Regions from separate parts of the Mus musculus genome. Here region 2 is linked to region 1. The links are chromatin contacts, called in public Hi-C maps. All regions are on one chromosome and are shown on one strand. Each heading gives the region's core, a stretch centred on a gene start, on an enhancer-like site or on the middle of the called end of the contact. The rest is flanking DNA. Distances are from core to core; before and after follow the strand shown. Region 1 holds the start of Tmem158 (transmembrane protein 158). Region 2 has its middle 50 kb from the start of Tmem158.

Region 1 (6,265 bases), core at 889-3,388:
GTGGAGAGTAACTGGAGAAGGCACTTGACTCTGACTCCCCCACACAAATGCATTCAGGAGTGAGTGGGCACACACAAGAACATGTATATATACTGTATATTCACCACACCTACCGAGGTGGTTCTGTGAAAGACACTTGGCTCACAGAACTATTTATTGATTTTCCTGGGGCACCATGTGAAAACAAACTATGCCAAGCGCTGTGAACCTGTGCTCTGTAGAAAGGACGTACGTGTCTGGGGCCCAGTGAACTGATTAGCAATCCCCATCGGAACCATTCTGAAAGCGATTTCACCTGTCTCAGCCAGGAAGACAGATGGCGCCCCTCTTTTCAGGAATTTCTTCATGATTCATTTGCGTCTTGGATCCCTCTCCCAAAAGCAAATAAAGGAAACATACACATTTCTGGAGGAAAATGTCTGTATTAAAAGCCAGAAAACCACATTAATACAAGAAGAAACGCCCACCAGGCCATGTCACTGAATAGATCGACTTGGAAAAGATTCATAAAGTTCTTTTGTAAGCAATTACAATAAATCCGTGTCAAATCTTCCCTCGTCCCCCCCTTTAAAAAAACAAACAAGAAGCTTCAAATACAACTACATTCAGATACAAAGAGCTCCTGTTACCACAGCTTTAGCAGTTGAATCTTTTTGTTTTGTATTTTTTTTTACTAAAACTTTCATTTAAAACAGTTATTAAATATATAAAACAAATACACAGGATCTGGTCACTTTCTGCCATAAATAAAGGGCATGTGGGCGCAGGGAGGGGGTGCCGCAGGGGAAAGAGCCGGTTTCCCTTGTGTCCTCGAGCCACGCGTGGATCCCACCCTTCAGCCCGAGAGCTTGCCCCTGCTCTTCCGAACCAGAACCTCAGCACAAACCCCACTTTCCCACCTCATTTGTGCCTCTCTGCGGTCCCCTCCCGGGAAAAGGATGAACAATAAGGACAGCACGAAGCGCACCTGCCCCGTCTCCGGTGAGGAAGGCGCGTGCGAGCGCTTACACAGCGCGGACGCGGGGCGGAGGGGGTCACTTAGGAGCCACCCCCGAGGTGACAGCCGCGGCAGCAGCAGCAGCAGCTGCAGCAGCGGCGGCGGCAGCGGCGGTAGTCCCCGCGGGTACGGCTGCAGGAGCGGCCGCGGGGGCGCCGGCGGTGGTCCGGCGCTGCTCCATGCCGTTGGGCAGGAAGCCGGCAATGATGGGCACCGGCCAGATGAGGGCGGCCACGCTCCACACCACGATGACCAGGGTCATGAAGCAGGCCACCAGCGTAGACTCGATGGGCTTGCGGTTCAGCCGCCAGCCCGGCTCGCCCTGCAGCTCCTCCAGGCTGAAGTCCAGGCAGCAGAAGTGACGAGGCTCGCCCTGCAGCCACAGCGGCCCCGGCTCGGCCGCCGGGTAGGCAGGCAGCGCGGTGGGAGCCCCGGCGGGAGCCCGCAGGCGGCCGCGCACCCAGCCGCAGCCCACGCACAGGCGCAGGTCTTGCTGCGCGCCGCCCGCCGCCAGCCCCAGATGCTCGATGAGCAGTGGTGGCCCGACGCGGTGGAAGGCGGCGGCGAAGAAGGCGCGGCCGTGCGCGTTGGTAGAGAAGAGCAGCAGGTCGCACTGCAAGCCCCGCGGGCGGCCCCAGCGCACGAGCAGCGAGCTCAGCATCTGTCGTTGCACGCTGATGTTGCAGGGCGCCGCCGGAGCCTCCTCTGGGCCCGCGCGCTCTGGGGGCGCCGATGCCGCCGATGCCAGCAGACGCGGGGTGGAGTGTTCGTTGGTGAAGGACGCATTGGCCGAGGCGTTTGGGGGCGTCCCTGCAAGGCCGGGCGCATCCGTGGCCCCGCCGTGCGCCGGCGGCAGCTGGCAGGCGGCGGCCAGTAGCGCGGCGAGAAGGGGCAGCATGGCCTGTGGCGAGCGCCTACGCGCGCGGGGCAGGCGGCGGCTGCATGGCGCGCAGGCGACCGTCCGGTGAGGGAACCGCGGGGCCTGGAAGGCCGAGGCGGAACTCTGCCAGTGTATTGGGACGACACCGGCTCACGGGCCGCGATGGCCTCTTCAGACTCCGCTCGTCGAGGTTCCGCTGCCCCCAGAGCTGGGGCCCTTGGACGGCCAGGAGGCTCTGCTGGCTCGCGGCGAAACGAGAGAGGATTCCCCTGCTCGGCTCCGCCTTCCGCGCGCCCCGCCCCCGGCTCACCGGGTGCGGGGAATTGGGAGGGCGGGGCTCCACTCGCAGGGGCGGGAACTGAAGACCTGAGCGACAGGGCGGTGCGTGGAGGCGGAGCGAGGGGACCCCCGAGGGCGGGAAGCCCAGAGCGAGTCCCGGAGCCCAGACAGTCCCTCTGTCACGCCCCCAGGAGAGCTAATCAGTACCTCCTTTCTGCTTAGGAGAAACTAAGAAGGGAGAAAGTCTCCGGGCTACCTCAGGAGCCAGAGACAGGACTCTTGTACCTTTCTGCTGAGTTCAGAAATTCAGATCTGGAGTCTGGCTGGTTTTAATGTGTCTTCACCACAATAGATACATATGGGTTTTTTTGTTGTTGTTGTTGTTTTGTTTTTTGTTTTGTTTTTGTTTCGTTGTTTTGTTTTACAGGAAGAGAACTCATAAAAAAATCCTCAAAATTCTGAAGTTTTGGTGTTGGTTGGGGCAATGGGAATGCAAATCCCACAGGTCGGATGCTTGAGGACACCTGCAGTCTAGTGTGCACATAGACACAAAAAATTTGTATGTTAGAGTCCATGAATATCAGTCTTCCGGGATGTATATTGTGGAGAGGTGGAGTTGTCAAGAGTAATTTAATAGGATACAATTTATATTAAGAAGCCTACCTGAGTCCTGAGCTTGATGGTACAAGTCTGTAATCCCAAGTGAGAATCCAGAGTCCAAGTTCCTTGGAGAGGCCAGCCTGGGCTACCTGAAAACCTGTCTCAAATAAACAAAATCCAGTACTAAGGTGGTGAGGAGAATTATGAGTTTGAGGACAGCCTGGGCTACACAGAAAGATGCTTTCTGTAAAGAACAAAAAACGTTCTTGGGAAGAAGAGGCAGCTCAGTTGGAAGGGTGCTTTCCTAGTGTCCTAGCAAGCCCAGGGTTCAATCCCCATCACAAAAAGGAGCAAACTGCACTTCCCTTGTTTTCTGGCCTCACACTTGGAAACTAATGTCAACTGACCCCTAAAATGGCTTGAAACAGTTGTGCTCTGTAAATCTAAGAGTGACCCTCCCTCTAAGCCAGCTAAGCTTTCCCAAGGGCCTGTGAAGGACAGGATGACAGCCATTGCTGGGTACAAAGTGCTAAATATATTTCTCTAAATAGTTCTCTCTCTCTCTTTCATTCTTTCTCCTGCTCTTTCTTTTGAGTCAAGGTTTCACTTCGTAGCTTTAGCTGTCCTGGAACTTATTATGTAGACCAGACCGGCCTCAAACTCTCAGAGATCCACTTGCCCCTGCTTCTTGAGTTCTGGGACTAAAGCCATGTACCACTAAACCCATCTTCTAAGTTGTTTTCTAACAAATAGTAACATTGGAATGAGGGAGAGACACAGGTAGACAGAGAGAAAGTGGGGAGAGAGAGAAGGGAGAGAGAGAGCCTTATAAACAGAATTCCCCAAAGTACCAAGTCTTCTCTGTTGGTCTTGGTTCCCTGAGTGACAGCCGGGCGGCTGGCACCCACCCTGCATGGGACTGTGTTATGTTAATGGAGCTTGCAGTCCAGCATCTACCCCACCTTCTCAGTGCTGGCCAGTTGGTTATCTATTCCTGCAAATCCAGCCCAGTGTGACTGGATTCTTGGTCTCTGTAAAAAAGGTTGATGTCCCTGAGGCACAGGACACACATCTATCTATCTATCTATCTATCTATCTATCTATCTATCTATCTATCTACTTTTGTGTTCCCAGATGGGACAATGTGCAGTTTCATGTTCTTATTTAAAATGACTTATCCTTTTAAGGAACAAAATATACTACCTGGTGTGGCAGCCTTGTTTAAATATGAGCCTACTTCAAAACAGGGATATCATGTGATCCCTAGGGCTTAAAGGGGCCTAGTTGTCAAGGATTGAGTCTTGAGTCAGGTCTCTATCCATGACAGCAGGTGACATTTTCTGGAACTTTAGGCAGGAACATGCTGAGCTTCTTAGGGGTTCCCTTACTGTGTCTGTACAATGGAGGTGGGGGTGGGGATGGGGGTGGGGGAAACTTGGAAGGGAAAATGACAGACTTGTTTGCAGTTGCGTATGATGGCATGCAACTGTAACAGCACTTAGAAAATTGAGGGAGGATCAGGAGTTCAAAGCCAGCTTGACATAGTTCAAGTCTAGACTGGAATGCCTGAGACCCTGTCTCAAAAACCAACCAACCAACCACAAGCAAAGAAGCAAGTCTGGTTTGGAGAGCCAAGAAGTCCCTGCCAAGTTGTTGACATGATAGCCCTTCACACCTTCATCCAGACAAGTTACCTTCTGTCTTGTCTGCTGGTATATGACAGAGGCTCTGCTAGTACTTATTCCCTGACGAATCTGCCCATTTAAAAGCTCTGATTAACTACTGTAAGCATTCTTGAGGGTCAGTTGCTTTACTTATGACACAACAGCATTATGGTGTGATGATACCGGTGTCACCAGAAGAAAGCTGCTTGTTTCCCACGTGCTGGATTTACAGGTGAGCGCCACTACGCCCAGCTCACGCTACCTTTCCTCGCCATCACTGCTGTGTGTGCTCTTCCCTTCAGCTTACTAGGCTCACGGAACACAAGCCAGGAGTTAGAGTGCCCAGGGCCCGGTCACTGAGAGGGTCTGTCTGCTGGTGAGAGCTTGGCCTGAGCTGTAGCTGTTCACGGGTTGAGGTTCCTTTTTACCACGCCTGTCATTCTCCTGCTCTGCTGCAGGTGTGCAGGCTTCCTTGCTGTCCCAGGAATACATGAAGTGAACTTCAGCTTCAAGCCTTTACATAACCTGTTTTCTTTTTTCCCTGAAGTCTGTCTTGGTTGCCCCTCGCTTCCTTTCCATCTCTGTTCCACTATCAGCTCCTCAGAGAGCCTTTCCCACCCTTTCACAATAACAAGCACCTACCTTCCTAGTCCCACGCTACATCCCACCTTCCTCATTGTGAGCTGCCCCATGCATGCTTTCTGTTTGCCTCTTGCTCCTTCTTTCATTTGAATGACCCCTTTCCCAAGCAGGACTTTGTTTTGTTCAACAGAACTTGACATAGCACACTGTAGGGGCTGGGGAAATGGCTGGCTGTTAAAGTGCTTGCTGTATAATCAATCATTAGGACCTCACTTCAGATCCCTGGCACCTGTATAAAAGCTGGGCACAACGTACACAACTGTAACACCAGCACCAGGTGCACGGGGAGACAAGTGGCTCCTGGGTCTTGCTGGGTAACCAGTCTAACTGAATCAGCGTGCACCTTGTTTTAGGAAGACTCTGTTTTGAAATATAAGGAGAGTGATAGAGGAAGACACCTAATATCAACTTCTGTCATACAAGGCACACTCACCCACATATAGATATGTTAACCCACCCCTACATGAGCCAGAGGAGGAGGAAGAGGAGGAGGAGGAAGAGGAGGAGGAGGAAGAGGAGGAAGAGAGAGGAGGAGGGAGAGGAGGAGGAAGAGGAAGAGAGAGGAGGAGGAGGAAGAGAAGGAGGAGGGAGTTAGTGAATTCGGCAGCCTGGGTTAAGACAGAGACAGAATATGAGCAATAGTTTAGGGAGTGGAAAAGGTGGAAACAGCCTAGATGCTCTTTATCAGATTGAAGAAATAAAAGCAAATGAGACTGCTAGCCAGTGGTAGCTCACGCTTTTAGTCCCAGCACTTGTGAGGTCTCTGTGAATTGAGGCCAGTCCAATCTACATAGTGAGTTCTAGGACAGCCAGAGCCACACAGAGAAACCCTGGAGGGGGTTGGGTGGAAGCTATTGAGATCCTAAATCCCAGAAGAGAGGTGGGTTTGATAAATCACTGCTTTGTTGATAAAACAGTGTTGATGGGCAATTTTCCTGTACAGAATGTATTGTCACAAAACAACTGAGCACATCAAAGAAAGTAATTAGTAGAAAAAATGTGCAGCAATTCCATCCTCCCGTTTCCTGTGTCCCTCTCTGGTATTAGCTAATTTTTTCTCCTCCTGCCTATTGAAGCAGTAGCTTTGAAAGACTGAACTGGGTTATCTGAGTCCTCTGACTCAACACCTCAGAGTGCTGCAGGTGCAGGCACTCCTCAGCCCTCTCTTATTCTGGGTGGAATTGGCATATATGATTGCCACAT
Region 2 (6,162 bases), core at 195-2,694, 48 kb after region 1:
AAGACGAGGTTTGCCTTGAATCCATCCCCTGCAGAGCTGGTGGGAGCAGCTGAAACCTGGTGCGTCCTGAAGGAGCTGGCAGCTTCGGGAAAACCCATCCTGTAGAGGGTGACAACCACAGCTCCTCCGAGGCCTAGATTGTGCTCGACAAGGTATTTTCTAAGACGCCTGAACTTAGATGGTTGTTTTGCTCTGCAACTGCGGTTTTTAGCCTCTAAAATGTCTACATTGCTAATCGGTTGCCCTAATAGGTAAAAGTTTAAAACTCACATTTGTTTTCTAGTATTTGTTATTATGTGTATGTGTGTGCACATGTCTACAGAGGGCAGACATTGTGACCCCCCCTGGAGTTAGAGTCACAGGCAGTTGTGAGCAGCCTGATGTGGCTCTGCTCCTCTTCAAGAACAATACATGCTCTTAGCCTCTGAGTCGCCTCTCCAGACTTGACAGTTGTTTTCTAACTCAATAGGTACATATTCGATTCTTTCTCTCTCTCTCTCTCTCTCTCTCTCTCTCTCTCTCTCTCTCTCTCTCTCTCTCTCTCTCTCTCCCTCCCTCCCTCCCTCCCTCCCTCCCTCCCTCCCTTTCTTTCTTTCCTTTCCTTTTTTTTTTTTTTTTTTTTTTTCTTTTCTGACAGGGTTTATCTGTGTAGCCCTGGCTGTCCTGGAACTCACTCTGTAGACCAGGCTGGCCTCGAACTCAGAAATCTGCCTGCCTCTGCCTCCCGAGTGCTGGGATCAAAGGTGTGCGCCCCCGCCGCCTGGCTTGTTTTTGTTTTTATGACAGGATCTCCTGCAGCCCAGGCTGACCTTAAATCCATTGTATAGCGGAGGACGACTTTGAACTACTGAGCCCTTGTCTCTGCTTCCCAAACCCTGCGATAGCAGATGTGGCCACTGTACCTGGCCTATCTCTGCCATTCTTATTTTAAAGAGTTTAAAGGTACATTGGCTTGTTTGAGCATTGGCAAGGGCAGGTGTGAGGTGCTGCCAGCATACGTTAGGATTCAGGCAGGAATGACAGAACTGGGAACTGGACCAAATCAAGAGAGATCCTGGAAGTAGAATTAATAGGACTTGGTAGAGACTGAATGTGGTAATGAGTGGGCAGCTGAAGGGTGACTCTAGGCCTCCTCTGCATGGACAACATGGAGGATTACCCATGTAAAGAAATGGGAAACTGAACACTCTGGAAATTTCTTCATCTCACAGCATCAGGAGGTCCCTGGGTGAAACTTAAAGTTCAAGTTTCTCATGTGTACTTGAGAAAAGGAATGGAAAGTGACCAAGGCAAAGCAATGGAACACAGCATTGTGGGAAGAAAGGGTGGGCTCCAGCATGGAACTCGGAGAAGCAATAGAAGCAGCTTTTAGTTAAGCCTCGAGGGAGAGGCAGGATTCCATTTATCATGTGCTGATGACTAAACAGCTCTGCAGAAGTAGGGGGTGGGGTGAGGGTGACATGGGTTCCTGATGATTCAGAGGCGGATCTCCCTCTGCAGTTTGATGATGGATTGGTACATTAAACGGTAGAAAAGTTCCATTCCAGAGTCCCCATAGACAGGCAGCACGTCAGGAGCTTCTCCAGTCCTCTCTTCTAGATGCTGAGAGCTGGAGGTGGGGGGAGGAGGGGCCATATTTCAGATCGTACAGAAACTGCGACATCAGGTTCGTTTGAGAGAAGTAAGAAATGGGCTGGCTAGCCAAGGAGAAATGTGCAGGGAATCGAATTCTCTTTGAAAGATTAAGATGTGAACAGATAATGGCTAGGCTGCATATAAAAAGAGGGGCTTGGGGCTGGCAAGCTAGCTCAGTTGGTAGTATTTGCTTCACAGACCTGAGGATCTGAGCTCACTCCCCTAGAATCCAGGTTAAAAAAAAAAATCAACGAGAGGTGGCTCCCACTTCTATCCCCAGTGCTGGGGAGGCAGACACAGATAGAGCCTTGGGGCTGTCAAGTCTCCTGCATTGTGACACCAGAAGTTGACCTCTGGCCTCTACATGCAAGTACATAGATAAGAGTCTCTCCCCTGCCTCCCCCACTGGCCCACAGTCTACAATTCATAGCCCAACACCTATAAATCAGTCCGACAGAGTGGATATTTAATCAGTAACTGCCTCTCATTTGTGTCCCCTTTCAACTTAGGACTGATTTTTAAAAAAGAAAACCAAATATGAACTCTCAATCATGTGGGGCACCCTGCTTTTAGATAGCCTGTTCTGTTTGCTTCATGTCCACAACCCCTAATCAGAGGCTGTATGAAGCTATTTCCTACTGGCCAGCCTTCCCACTCTGCTTGTCTTTGAGTTTATGTCAGATATAGATAGTTGTTGCTGACTCACATCTATAGCAAGTTCTGAATAAGCAGCATTTCTTGGTTCTCCCTGGAGTGCCCCTTTATTCCATAGAGACCTCTTGTTGATGCTAGCTACCTTGTTAGGGAGCTGGAGAGTGGGGAAGGCAGATGTGGGTCTTGATCTTGCTCTACTCAGGTTGGTTCTTCTTTAGCAATGCAGCCACATCTGGCCATCAGCCCAACACTTCCTAGTGCAACAGAGAAGAACGGGCCATCTGCTGGGACACTCTCTAGTAAGTAGCTGTTCTACATGTGTACATGCACACAATCCTGAAGTCACTTGCAAGCCATGGGTTTTACTAGTGTAGAGTCTAGAGATTCAAAATGTGGCTTGCATGTTTTCAGAGTACCTGCAGGGCTGTCTGGAAAGGGGTTTCAGGCTGGCTTTGTCACATTCTGACTGTATGACCTTGAACAAGTCACCGAACTCATGGGAGCGCAGCATCTCCTCAGGCTTATTTTTTCAGCCATGTCCTATATCAGCTGCAGCTAGGTCTCCTAGACCACTTGTTACATATTTCTTTTCTGGGATTCTACACCAGAATTAATTAATTCTACACCAGAATTAATAAATCAGAGTCTCCCATGATGGGCTGAGAATCAACACAAAGAGCCAGCTACCCAAGTAAGCTTTCTACTCATTAAAGTGTGAGAACCTCAGAGGTGCTGCTTCTTAGGCACTTGAGAGACTACAGTGATGGTCAAGACCCAGTCTCCCTCCTCACTGAAGCCTTAAGAGAAAATACATTCAGGGCAAAGCAATGAATAATAAATAGAAATTAAGAAACAAAGCATTGTGGGAAGAAGGGTTGGGCTCCAGTATGTGACTCTGAGAAGCAGGTATTATAAAATCATAGAGTTATAGAAGCAGGTATATTTCAGTTAAGTCTCAAAGGAGAGGTGCAATTCCATTTATCATGTGCACTTGAGAAAAGAAATGGATAGTGACCATAGACCACAAAGATGCTGTTGTGTCAGCTTTTGCTGCATAAGAATTATCTCAATACTTAGCAACATAAAACACCTACATTTTTTTTTTTTTTTTTTTTTACATTCCCTAGTCCAGAGCAGCTGAGTGGTTTGGTGGCTCTGACCTGCTTTGCTCAGGTGTCCATAGCCAGCAAGCAGGTTAGCTAGTGAGTGTAGGATGGCATTATTCATCCTTATGAAGCTGGCTAGTTGTTAATTGGGGTGACTAGCCTGGCCTGCCGAGAGGGCAGAACTTGCAAGATGTCTTATAAACTGAGGTTCTGTAGGGGGATAGGTGGAGGGAGTCACACCTACATTAAAGATTTTAACACCCAAATTAAAAGCTGTACAAGGCCAGTTAACTGATTAAAACTTTGTAATGATAGAGATTTGGAATGTTGCAGATCTAGAGCCAAATGATCTTGGACCATCTTTACTCCCTTAGTCATCATTCACTGCCCACTTTTATGTCTGACCTCAGGATTATCAGGTGAAACCTTCTGGGCCGTATTAATAGACAGCCTAGCTTCCAGCAACCAAAAGAATATCAGCAGACAGCACCTAAGACCTATTGCAGAGATGTTTCTCATTTTACTATAGCCTGCCTCCCTGATGTTTTCACCAATGTATTTGAAAGATGTCCTGGTTTATGACTGGATTCCCCTCCCCCCATCTATATTAAAAAGTTCATGAAAGACTTTCTATATTGAAACACATTATTCTTGGCAACCCAAGTCTGTGTTCTCAAGCCATGGTCACTCTATTTGAATAAATTATGTCTTAATCCCCTTTGTAATGAGAACTGTGTTTTGTATGTCACCCCACTTCGAGGGCCCAGGGACATCACAGAAAGAAAAGAAAGAAAGAAAGAAAGAAAGAAAGAAAGAAAGAAAGAAAGAAAGAAAGAAAGAAAGAAAGAAAGAAAAAGAAATGAAGGAAGGAAGGAAGGAAGGAAGGAAGGAAGGAAGGAAGGAAGGAAGGAAGGAAGAAATCTGACATGTGGAGTGAATCTGTGGAAAGGAGATGGACTGAGCTGGAAAGAGACACACATGCTGGGTCTCATGGGCTAGAAAAACCCAGCTGCAGCATATTGTGTGTGGACAAGGAAGAGGAGAGACCAACACATTCACAGGGAGGAGCTACTGGTTGACCATGACCGTGGCTGCAGTTTCTGCCAACCGACCCATCTCTTAGAGTTCTTTCTGAAGATTTTGAGCTACCTGAAGCTAAGAAAACCTAGCAGAGTGAAGAGGGGGGGTGGTGGTGGAGAAATTTTATATATTCCATCCCAAGGAGAAACCACCCAAGATTACGGCAAGTGTGGTGTCTGAAAAGTAATAGACTGAACATGGTGGCAAGGACTGAGTCGGACAGAACAGCCTGAGGAAGTATGGATTTCCTGGGTACCTGGGCTTGAGAGGAGAACTGACTGGGTAGTCAAGAGAAGTGATTGGGAACTCTGTTCCCTCTATATTCTCTTTGACTTTCTCTGCTGGAACCCAACTACCTTAATTATATTTTCTGCTTGGTGTGTTGTTGATGTTGTTTTGGGGTTTTTGTTTTTGTTTTTTGAGGCAGTGTTTCACGTATCCCAGGCTGGGACTCAAACTGACCATGAACCAAGGATGACCTTGAATGTCTGATCTCAGGCCTCTCTCTGCCTGCCAAATACTAGGACTACAGGTATGTATGTATTCACCATGTGCTAGGACTACAGGTATGTATTCACCATGTGCTAGGACTACAGGTATGTATTCACCATGTGCTAGGACTACAGGTATGTATGTATTCACCATGTGCTAAGACTACAGGTATGTACTCACCATGCTGATCTCATGCCTCTGCCTGCCAAGTGTTAGGACTACAGGTATGTATGTATTCACCATGTGCTAGGACTACTGGTATGTATTCATCATGCTTCTGCTTTGTTGTTTTTATATGCCTGCTTGATCTGATCTTGACTGATCTGATGATACTCATGGTCTTGCTGCCTAGTAATGACTGCATATCCCAAATCTGGTCAGTCCTCACTGGCAGCAAAGGGCTTCTCCAGCATACCTTTTCTGTGCAAACAAACTAGTACAGAGTCTTGACTTTATCTCTGAGCCCTTATCAAATCCACCCAGAATCGTGTACCAGGTAGAAGAGATCCCCTTACACCCCAAAGCCCACTGATATAACTGAAACTGATGGCTGTGTGTTGTCCAACATCCTTTGCCTTCCTACAGAGGCTTTCTCATGGCTCTGGACACAGAGTTCAGTGTTTGCTTTTAACAAGGATTTTCTAACTCAGAAGTTAGGTACCCTCATGCAGGTGTCATCTGAGAGGAATGTGGTTTTCTGGACTTCACAGTCCAGGAGTCTGCCAGAGTTTCCAGATAGGCTTACACCATGGTTGAAGTTAGTGAAAGAGTGGAGTTAGTAGCTTCTGTTCCTCTGAAGGCCCACAGTTCTGATGCATGTAGGCATTTGTGTATTTGCATGCTAGTGTGTTTGTGTAGGAATGCCTGATTATGATCATTCTAAGAACTGCTGATCCTTACAGTCTTGGGAACAGAGAGCAAGCAGACATGTAAACTGTCTAGAGGCTTTACTTCAAGTGGGATTAGCAGAGGCAGAAATGTTTGAGCTAGAAGTTTCATTGACTTCACAATTGGCCCTAAGCACTGCCCTCCCCCCAATACTCCATTTTCTTGCAAGGTCTCCTCACAAGAGAACATTTTGTTAAATGCACACCCACACATGCACCGCTCCCTGTGCACTGTGTTCTTGCCACTTAGCTTGTCACCAGGTCTCTTCACTGCCATTGAAACGGAGGCAGAGTAAGATGAGGTACAT

Evidence for each region. Hi-C and Micro-C count contacts between places; a contact is called where the count stands out from the background.
Region 2: a Hi-C map of the N1E-115 cell line shows a contact between it and region 1, with 5 times the contacts expected there. The contact joins the enhancer-like site here to the promoter of Tmem158 in region 1. A contact is called at or near these places in 4 of 39 promoter capture datasets (the 3T3-L1 cell line, 3T3-L1-derived adipocytes and macrophages), 4 of 484 Hi-C or Micro-C datasets (the AML12 cell line, the HPC-7 cell line, the N1E-115 cell line and 1 more), 3 of 115 datasets of contacts at active chromatin or transcription factors (bone marrow-derived macrophages, embryonic stem cells and neural progenitor cells) and 1 of 9 other capture datasets (macrophages).

What each region holds. Positions count from the first base shown.
Region 1 is chr9:123,258,651-123,264,915 of GRCm38.p6, forward strand. It overlaps Tmem158 (transmembrane protein 158), which reads right to left and starts at 2,139. Exons shown (of 1, transcript NM_001002267.2): 1 at 407-2,139. The coding sequence starts at 1,895. The coding sequence ends at 1,035.
Region 2 is chr9:123,307,842-123,314,003 of GRCm38.p6, forward strand. It overlaps the pseudogene Scp2-ps2. Among named protein-coding and RNA genes, the nearest start is that of Tmem158, 50 kb to the left of the region's middle. Within about 2 kb of position 1,445, at least 42 of the 459 cell types and tissues checked have an H3K27ac peak or open chromatin away from gene starts, as enhancers often do. A contact at or near this core is called in the N1E-115 cell line, bone marrow-derived macrophages and macrophages, where this site is marked.